2 separate regions of the Bicyclus anynana genome follow, and region 2 is linked to region 1. The links are chromatin contacts, called in public Hi-C maps. All regions are on one chromosome and are shown on one strand. The core of a region is the stretch at or near the end of the contact, and the rest is flanking DNA. Distances in the headings are between cores, read along the strand shown. Region 1 overlaps LOC112054850 (phosphatase and actin regulator 4B). Region 2 overlaps LOC112054850 (phosphatase and actin regulator 4B).

The links. Hi-C and Micro-C count contacts between places; a contact is called where the count stands out from the background.
Region 2: a Hi-C map of whole larva shows a contact between it and region 1, with 2.9 times the contacts expected there. The contact joins two enhancer-like sites. A contact is called at or near these places in 2 of 2 Hi-C or Micro-C datasets (whole body and whole larva).

What each region holds. Positions count from the first base shown.
Region 1 is chr5:8,647,996-8,653,576 of ilBicAnyn1.1, reverse strand. LOC112054850 (phosphatase and actin regulator 4B) reads left to right here. Exons shown (of 13, transcript XM_052881579.1): 5 at 3,443-3,550; 6 at 4,339-4,503; 7 at 5,119-5,317. Among protein-coding and RNA genes, the nearest start is that of LOC128198096, 8.8 kb to the right of the region's middle. Within about 2 kb of position 2,251, at least 8 of the 8 cell types and tissues checked have open chromatin away from gene starts, as enhancers often do.
Region 2 is chr5:8,691,803-8,697,383 of ilBicAnyn1.1, reverse strand. The region is part of intron 1 of LOC112054850 (phosphatase and actin regulator 4B); the gene reads left to right. Among protein-coding and RNA genes, the nearest start is that of LOC112054850, 8.0 kb to the left of the region's middle. Within about 2 kb of position 2,398, at least 8 of the 8 cell types and tissues checked have open chromatin away from gene starts, as enhancers often do.

The DNA of each region.
Region 1 (5,581 bases), core at 1,002-3,501:
AATAAAATCTATTCAAAAGTCAGCGGATTGTTTTATAACATCTTCAATGCAAGACATGCGCTCCAACTTAGACCAATGCTTTCCATCAGGATTGTAGTCCAGCGCAAGTCTATTATCAAACGTAAAAAAAAATATGTGAAATACTGCTAAAACTCACGCGATATTAGGTCGGAGTATGCCCGACTAGTTTAGTTAGTCATGAGCTGGTTCTTGCATCGCGGCACGATCCAAAACAGTTTTAGCCGTGTTTCATAATCAATTAATATGAATAACACTCACGATAGTTTAAATTCTAAAATGTACAATTTTGGATATCCATTCGCGAAACATAAAATTTCTTATATAACGGTCGCAACGAGCGTTCTCCGAGCACGAGGCCTTGGCCAAGGGCGAGCGAATCGATCGCCAGGCCGGGACTCTGGGAGGGAACCTTCGCCCACCGCCCGCCTTGCGCCTGTTGATTCGGCAACTACTTAACTATTTACAGCATATAATATTTTACATAGTAGAAGTTCTTACGAAACCTATTCCAAGCTTGCAAGAGCTCGAATCAACGTAACACGGAGGGAAGCGACTTTGTTTGCCTAAGGAACCTAACTGCATAGAGGATCAACTTATTTCACTTAACCCTTTAGTGAGTCATGCTTATTTCCTTGTAACACTAATAATATCTTATCGTTATCGCAAAAGAATGCGGATGAGTTATGCGCATCTTATGATTGACTTCTGTTGTTAATGCGACTTGATTGTTTGTTTTGTTTTCAACTATTTTGATAAGAAATGTAGGTAACTTAATGGATTGCGTAATTATCTATTAGTTTTATTAATACATTACACATTACAGTGTTCTATAACCAAGTTAAAGAGTTATCGCTTGTACATGAACTGAAATCGAAAGTAAAAGTATTCAGGGTTTACTTACCGACTTATACATGCTGCAATTAAGGAATGAATTTTAAATGAAAGACAAACTATATAGGAAATACGAAATGAGTATGACATAAATTAATTACGGCCTAGGTACTACTCGATATGGTCTTCCGTTCCGGCCTTTAAAGTTAAATGAAGGTTGAACCAATGTAGCTACAAGCTGCCTACACTCCATAAAATAAGACTATTATAATTTGTAACGGATTTATAGTAGATGCTCGTACGATACGATAGTTTTATTTCATTGAAACTTGAGTCCTTAATGCAATAACACTAATTGGTCTGTGTCGAAACTTGATTTGGGCAACTCCGACATCGTGACGTACGCAATGGTTCATGAAAATAGTAGAATGTATTGTTTGATACAACGTTTTTATTACTTGCGGATTTGTGATACAAGTATCTATATTAATTGGCGTGCACTTTATAGATGCAAAAATGCACTGCCTATCCTAAGGACTCAATACAAACCAATGTTGGACTACAGAATACATAGTTGAAGAAGGAATTTTCCAATTTTTACTTATACCCATACCCTAGTTAAAAACCTTATGCACGCTACTGTCTTTAGTAGGTGTGTTTACAGCCCATTCGACTAATGATATACGCGAAATACCTGCTAATATTAATTATTACTAACTAGCTGAAACCCGCGACTTCGTCCGCGTGAAATTAGGGTATCCACAAATTGTTTCCAAATAACATTCAAATCCAAAAACAGTAGATTTTGCGTGAAAGAGTTTATACTACCATTACCAACCAGTTTTTTGCAAATGTCGCAAGAATCATGGTTTCTTTTGGGAATTTTCAGCTAAATCGACTAAGTAGCTATGGCGTAAAAGAGTAACATAAAATCCATACAACTTTCGTGTTTGTAATATTATATAAAACTAAGTTTTCGGAACTAAAAGTAGTTTATTTGTTAATCCAGGACATAATCTATCTTCATTTTAAATTCAAGCTAAATCGGTTCAATAGTCGCGACGTTAAAGAGTAACAAACATCCATACAAACTTTCGCCTTTATAATATTAGTGTGAATAGTGTGAATTAGTAAGATAGGATAAGAAATTATACTACAAACACATAACACAGTTTACACACAGTTAAGTACATATACTACAAATATGAATTCGGTCTTTGAAAATCCATTTGAATGAACAGCTGACGTACCAACTGTGTTTATAAATGATCATCTATTGATTACTCATACTCGAACATATTGCGAAAGGATAAAAAGAGTTTGTGTATATGATCTGAGAGCGGAGGCGTCACGGCACGGTGTCGATAAGTCTATAAATAGCCGATGCCTGATAGACCGGAGTGACGGGCACGCGAGTCCCATTCATCGCGGCGCCACGGCGATCGGCCTTCAACACATGCCTCTGTTTATTATTAACGCATCCCGTCGCCCGTACCTGGCACACTAATGGATAAAACACCGATTACCGCACCATTTCTAATAAATAACTGCGACATAACAAAGATAATAAATGTGGGTGATCGTTTAGGCCACAGTTCCACGCACGTTTGAAATGGGTTTGAGCGTCGCAATTTCTTTGCACGCAACAAGTACCTACTTCTTTTATTACTGTACAAGATATTATCATTTTAAGTTATATTGATCATATTGGTCTGTGCTACGAAGAATAGCAACATGAATGATGTTCTCATAACCTTGAGATCTAGCTAGACGAGAAACATTCCTTATTAACTTTACGCATACCTATGTGTGTTTGTTATTTACTAATCAATGTCTTTGAAAATCGCCATTAAACTACAATGGATTAAAGACTTTTTTAGGTATTTAGACTTAGTTAATTTACACATTTTTTTAATTTTAAAATATTTAAAAAATGTCATACGTATATAAACTATCAATTTCTAATGTGATTTAGACCTCATTCGCACAAGAGTTTTTTCAACGGACGTTCCCAGTATATGTATATGACGTCCCAAGTATATGTTCACACGACAGAGTTTTTGTGTGCATTTTCATTTTTGGGCGTTGGAAATAAACTTTAATTTTACTTTATACTATATTTGAACGCTTTTTTAACATCCGTTAAAAAACTCGTGCGAATGAGGACTTAAAATATCTTAATTAAAAATATATTGTCATAAATAATTGAACGTCCTTGCAGCAATTACTATTATTGAATGCGCGAACATTGTTTTAGGAGGGTTAATTGATAGTTATACAATTTAACAGCCACATTGTCCCGCAAATTGCGTGGTACATTATCTCGTTCCGACGTTCAAAAATTTTCATTTCCTGGTAACTCAGTTAGCTACCAGAATCAAGAATTTTCGTAAATAAAAAAGTTGATCTTCTCATCGAGATAAAGCCACTCACTAAAAATTAAGTTGTTAGTAATCAGATGTAAACAATGTTCTACGGATCCCTGACTATAAACTACTCGTACGAGTAAATTGTCGTTAATTCTAAATTCATTAGTTAGAGTAAGGGATGTTGAAATTATTTGTACTAAGAGTGCTTTCTCCTGTTTCAGAACCAAAGAAAGACAAATTGGAGAATGGCGGCGAGCTGGTAAGGCCCGAGAGGCCGAATTCATTGACCGCGGGCAAACTCCCAAGACGGATGTGCTATCAAGGAGACGGTGAGTCACGAATGCCATAGTAATCACCGCTTAAGGAAAACATGCGCGTAATAATGCCCTGTTATAATAACGCTACATTTTAGAATTTACTATTGATTTGAATTGATTTTTATTACTTTGAGGTAGGTGTTCGTGCCTTCTTGATTTTTAACCGACTTCCAAAAAGGAGGAGGTTCTACGTTCGGCTGTATGTATGTTTTTTAAATGATATAGTTGCATTACTTAACTATTTCATGTTTTGTTCTTAAATATGTTTTCTTGTTTTGTGTTTATAGCTTCTAGTAATGATTTTCTATCTGTTTGAAGCTGTTTAATGTTGCTGAGCAAAATATTAGTATATTTGCATATTTCAGTTTATATTCAGTAAGAAATATGTGTCATCGATTAAGTTTCAATAACACTAACTGAAACTGAGCCCCTGTGCTCTTTCTTACGTTATTTCGTGATTGTTTGTCTGCATTGAATAGGCTCTGAAACTGCCGAACCGATTTGTAAAATTCTTTCACCGTTGGGAAGCTACACTATCCCTGAGTGCTATTTATTCCTGTATTCATACGGGGACGAGAACCACGCGGGTGAAGCAGTGCGGCATTTGCTAGTATCTTATAAAGACCAAATGACGAATTAGCGGCCGAATAGAAAACATCGCTCACTCTTTCGATCTATCGATATATCCGGTTCGGCGCTATTGGTCGACAATATGTCTTACTTACTTTTCGAGGTATCCTAGGCTTACTATCCCTGGAATGGGTCATTATAATAGGCTGATGATAATAATCTGTCCCCAGTGGGCGGGTACGCGGTGGGCGCGGAGGAGCAGCTCATGCTGTCGGAGCTGCCCGAGCCGCCCATCGCCGTGTCGGACATCGGGCCCATCCCGCCGCCGCCCATGTTCAGCTCGCCCAGCCCCACGCGCCACCACGCCATCACCATATCCAACACGCACTCTGATTGTAAGTCATCATCATCGTTAACAACCCATATCAGATAGGCAGGTTTCCTCAAAATGTTTTTCCTTCACTATTTGAGACACGTGATACTTAATTTCTTATAATTCTTAAAAACCCCATTTTGTAACGTAAAATGTTTTCGAACGTTGTTATATAATAGCTTTCGTCTCTATCCTCTATCTATAATACTGTGTTAGACAGAGAGAGAGAGAGATAGAGATGAATTAATAACTCACACTGTCGGTTTATAAAAACATCGTTACAAACTCGCGTGACTGTCACACCTAGACCTACGGCTAATAATTTAATTTTTCATAAAATGAAATAAGCTTGTCCTTGACTATAATTTCACCTGATGGTAGGCGTAGGCGATTAGGTGAAACACATTTGGCTACAAAATTACGTTTAATTACATTACTAACTTACGCCCCTCGGCTTTGCCCTGGCCTGGCTTAAGTCTGCTAGTAATGTATGTACACAAGACATGACATGGGTTTCTCACACAAATATTTTCCAGTTGTGGGAATCGAACCCACAGCCGTGGATTCAGAGAGTAAGGAGATCCACTGCGCCACACGGTTGTCAAAAATAGATTAATAGTTGTGATCTCACATCCAGCTGAAGACGAGGACTCCGGCGACGAGGAGGATGTAGATGTGCCGGCAGACACGTCGCGCGTGGAGGAGATCCCGCCCAAGGAGCCGCTGTTCAACGCCGTGCCGCTCAAGTCGGCGCTCAAGAAGCGGCCCGCGCCCAGCGCCTCCCCCGCCGCCACCCCGCTCGCGCCCCGCCAGGACCACCACTACGCCAGCTTCAAGTCAGTATCCATCATCGTCACTTCAACCCATATTCGGCTCACTGCTCGAGTCTCCTCTCAAAATGGGAGGGGCCAATATACCACCACGCTGGCCCAATGCGGATTGGCAGACTTCACACACGCAGAGAATTGAGAATTGAAAAAATTCTCTGGTATGCAGGTTTCCTCATGAAGCTTTCTTTTACCGTTTGAGACACGTTATATTTAATTTCATAAAATGCACACAACTGAAAAGTTGGAGGTGCATGCCCCGGACCGGATTCG
Region 2 (5,581 bases), core at 1,149-3,648, 44 kb before region 1:
ATTACTGTACGAAGGAAAGCCTGGTGACTCCAAACGAAATTTGTTTTTGTGTGGCAAAATGGCTTGCTGCATGATGCAAAAAACATGCTCCTTATTATGCATAGTTCGAACTCCCAGATTTCTGCATTGCAATTTAGCTGCATTGGATGCTTAGACAAGAAAATAGTAGTGTGTGTGGTACTGCTTTTTACCCCATTGCGTCAGAAGAAGGGTAATGTTTTTCGTGCGTATGTATGTATGTATGTTTTTTGTATGTATGTGGGTATGTACGAGTATGTCCATTCCTTGGCATGTAAATGTGGCAGCCCAAATGGCTGGATGGTTTTTGACATGTGAGGAGTCATTGAGTTCATCAAAATCGTGGTAGTTACATAAACATTTTCAAAATGGCAACTGTAAAATAAAAGGAAAGCGGCCAAATGCTAGTCGGACTCGCTAATGTAGTTCCGTAGCAGCAAATAACATAAACTTCTTGCTCATTAATTACATTAATTTTCGGTGGAAATTGCATCATATATTTTTTTAATTTTATCATTCTCTTATTTTAGTAGTACAGGGGGGGGGAGGGGGCACACATTTTACCACTTAGGAAGCGTCTCTCGCGCAAATTATTCAAAATATAAATAGTTAAGAAAAAATGATATTGAAAACTTTAATATCCATAGATACTTCACACATATGGGTATGATAAAAAAAAATTTTTGAGTTTCAGTTTAAAGTATTCAGTTTTCAGACCCTTGTAATTTTTATTTTCTATTTTTTTTGTATGAAAATCTTAATGCGGTTCACGGAATACATCTACTCACAACAGTAGGTATAGCTCTTATAGTTTCGGAAAAAAGTGGCTGTGACATACGGACGGATAGACAGACAGACATGACGAATCTATAAGGCTTCCGTTTTGCCATTTGGCTACGTAACCCTACCAACGTCAAGAGTATTGTGTATGACGTCGGTTAAATTTTTAAAAAGTTTTTTTTAATTATTATTAAACCTCTTTAACAATATTTATATGTACTAACAGGTAGTATGCACTAAACTTCTTGTCCGCTATGACGTTGCCATGCCAGGGCCCAATCCAGCAATTTCGCCGCTCTACATCCAAAAAAGGGTTTTTTTTTAGGGTTCCGAACGTACCTACGAACAAAAACCCTTATAAGATCTCTCGCACACATCCGAATGTCTGTCTGTCACAGTATTTTTTTTCCGAATCTGCTGGACCAATTAAGTTGAAATTTAGTACATTGTGCAGCCATTCGCCTCGTGTCCAGAGCAGCCTCAAAGTTTGACCCATATTACATCTGCGTATAGTCGGTATAGGTACCTAGTGAATAATAGGTATATGAGTTCAATTTTATTTTACAAATCAAATACAAATAAATAGATATTTAATCCAATTAATAAGTTATACTCGTATGTATATATGTATATATATTTTAAAAGTATGCTGGAACGGGCTTGCACGAAATAAAAAAAATATTTTAGGTATGTGTGTCATGCATATCAGCAAGGTTATAGAATTTAGTAGATACTTTTAACTCTGTACTATTATTTATAATGTTTAATAATAATGATAATTAATAGAAGGTAAATTCAAAACAACTCCATTTTTAATAGGTGACAGTGGAGAAAAGTTAATTCTCGGCTCACAACAGTCCCTCGCTAAGGGAGCACGGCATTTGTCAATACCGTTTGATTCTGCAGCTACCAATGGTGATTTGAGTAAGTGTATTTCATTGTCAATCGACCTTGTCGGTTTCTTACTAATGCTTTTTCGAATCGCAGCCAAGGATTAACGATGGGTTATGCTCAATTATTTTAGTGTTAAGTGCTTTTAACGTGCATTGGGATTGGAAAAAATTGTGTATAATATGATTCTAGGCAAATTAGTTGTTTAAAAATTAAATCCATGAAAACAAACAAACAAATATATGATAGAACCTGCACCTCGTAGTTTGTCAAAGTGCATGATTATTTTGCAATTGCAATAAAAAATAGTTCCATAATTTTCAATTCAGAAAATTGCAATTTACCAATTGCTATTTTTTTTTTTGTGCAATTATTGAAACATTACAACAATTATGTAATTTTGACTTGGTGGACAGGTTTATCAGTAGTAAATATTTCACGTAAAACTGTGAAATGAAACCCCTTATTTTGGTCTTTAATATTTTACCAATTTATGGTGTAATTCGTAAATACAGTTTTCACAATATTATAAAATCTACCAGGAAAGTAATGTAATCTATAATACGTAATGTATAAAAATGAAAGCTTGCTTTATGTAGTAGTAATTATCTCGGTCCGAGCGACTGGCTACTGGCTAGCACGGGGTAGGGTGAGGATGCGCACGTAAGATGCGCGGCGCAGCCTCCATTTATCCCTTCGACTCCGTGGCGCCACCGTCTGAGAGTTATTGCGAGTTTCGCGAGGTGAACGCCACACCAAGAGTGCTGTTGTAAATGTAGGGCCGTGGGCCGCGATTATGTATTAATGGCTTGGAGGTGAAAAAAACCGTGGAGGGGTCGCGGTTGGCGCGTGACAAGCCACCGCCGTGGCGGTGCTACGGACCCATGCTCACTCACAGCCGATCTGATGGCGACTTCCCTATATACACCAGAGGTGAGCGGCCCGTGCATTACACTACGAGTAAGAGCCTTGAACTTCTTCTAGCCCTAATTATTATTTTTTTATGATTCACTACTACTTATCAATGGCCACATTCTTGCTTCATCATTCACTGTATAGACTAGACGTTTCCATATATTATATTGGTGATATTTCTTTGTTAAATAAAATAAATCGATATTGTCGTTCACTCTTGTTTACATTATTTATTCGCCAATAAATAATGTATAGCAAATTATTGGCATAAAATACGTAAATTATATTATTTCTAATGGGTTAAGGTTAATATTTTATTTAACGGTTAAGGCTTTGCCGCATATTATATGCTTAAATAGGTTTGAGCTTGAAAACACGCTTGGTTTAATTTCTAGGACACAATGTGTCTATTAATAATATAAAGGTTACACGCTTAATCAAACCGTGTACCTACACGTTGACAGCCTTTATATCTATCTACTTTGATCCTCTTATGCATGTAATTGATTTATCTTGTGGTCTGCGAAAGCTGGATAGATACTCTATATTATTAATAAAGAACATTTTAACGTCAAAAGCCAGAAATGCTATGATGTGATTGTAATAATGATATAATACTGTCAGTACATTATGAAATATTGTTTAATGTGATTTGGATTAACTGTTGGACATAAAGATGTTTTAAAGGAAAGTCTATTTTAAGTTTTTAAAAATCGTATGGGTAGTGGGTACGATTTTAATCGATCTCCCTGCTCGTAGTATCTCTATCAAATGTTATCAAAATAGAGTAGTACATGTACTAAAAGAGTCATAACCTTGAACTTTAATGTAAAACGAGTATATTGTCATTAAAACATTTCAAATGCGGTGGCTCATCAACCATTTCTCATCTGCGTAGGCTAAACTAAAAAACGGTTTTAACAAAAAATGCAATCCGAAAATGCGATAGGTATATAGTATCTATATTTATTAGTATTCAATATAGGTACATTGTTACTTACAAGATACATTAATTAATTTTCTCTTTAAGTCTAAGAAATTCATTCACTACACGACAATAGTTACTAAATAGTAAGGTAGACTACTTTAAGTTACTAAGTAGTAGAGATTTTTCAGTGCTAGAAGTTGGACATAGTCTCAAAGTGACGCGAACTTATTTCAGACAATAATCCTCCCCATCTAGTAAATGTTAGAATTTGCCGACGAGAAATTGTTGTATACCTGAAGTTAATAGATATAATATCGTCACATTTTATCAATCGTTATCTAATCTATACCGTCTCTGTGCCAATGTCTTAGTCGTGAAACGCGTTTCGTTTTATTTGGACAGCACTGTTGTAAAAATGTTAATTAGATGAAGTTTCACGGTCCCGGTTGAGTGGTGCACGCAGTGGTACATGATGGATGATTCAGTGCTCAGGGCTAACGTATCCAAAACTAGACATAGACCTATAGACGATGATACTAGGAGTGATAGTGGGGAGCTAGATAACAATACAACAACACGTAAGTTGAGAGGAATTTTCAATTGTTTTGTTTGTGTAGCTAATAACTATATTATAATATAACTAGCGGACGCCTGCAATGTCGTCCGCGTGGAAATCAATGTAAACTTTGAATCCCTATTTTACCCCCTTCTATTTATTTTTTCGCATGTTTTATATATAATAAATAGTCCACTGATCATTTTACAAAATTATCACTTATAACATGATTTATGTTAAAAAACTTCAACCCCTTTTTTAACCCTTTAGGGGTAGAATTTTGAAAAATCTCAACATTATTTTTGGTATTTTTCTGGGAGTACAAATACCATTTTTCACAAATGTAACTTGAAAAATGAATGGCTTTCCATACAAACTTTCGACCCTATTTCACCCCTTCTAATTCAATTTTCGCGACAAAAAGTATCGTATAACCATCTTCGTATCATCTCAAATCGTCAAAGTTTCATTCTAATTCATTCAGTTTTTTCAGCGTGATGTCCGGTTAACATAAATACGGACAGATAGACAGACAAATAGTAAGAAAAAATATTTTTGGCTTCAGTATCGAGTATGCATATAATGCCATCCAACTAAAGTTTTTAAAATATCTTCAATATCACAAAATTTGACCTGTTACAGTTTTATTAAAAGTATAGATATATAGATACATACTTTAATAAAATCTGTCTGATTCATTCGTCTAAATCCTTATTGGCTAAGATGGTCACCGCCTCCTTGAATATAATATTATTATTGAATCTTGAGATGGCAAATAAGGGAAGCCCGCTTCCCATGGTGTATATTTTTAAGCTCCTATTTAAGGTATTTTGCTTGCGATTAAGGTTAGCTTGTTACTGACTTCTTTAATGGCATCTGAAGTTTATCAACACTACTCCCGTCCCTTCTATTTTATCTGTAGTTTTTTCTTTCACCTCGTTAATTCTATTCACTGTTTCTATTTCTCACTTTCGATTTGTTTGTTAACTATGGGTATCCTCGCTCGTTGAGAACCAGAAATAAGTATTACGTATATATACGCGTTAGCGTATGTTCATAGATAAAATTATTGCTTAACACTTGATTATTTATATAATTAATATTGATTACATTCTGGTAATCAGTAGTATCTACTTCAAGTCTCAAATCTATACTTATCACTTTGACTTCCGTAATCTATTTTCAACTATTAGTGCTGATTTTAAGCAATCCACAGGAATGAATAATACTGTTATATTCGGAAATAGTCGCAGTCGTTTGAAACATTTGAAACCGTCTTTTTGTAAATAACTACTAAACTAACACTATCTTGCTCCAAGTTTGTTATTTGCGACATCGAATGAAATGATTTCCACGCTGTCGGCAGCACCCATCCAAGATTAAAATCACTGATTGATCGTAGTCACTGTATAAAATTTTACATACATAACTACTGCAGTTACCATACCCTCATATTTACTCGAAAATCCCATTTTACATTACCTCACTGCAGC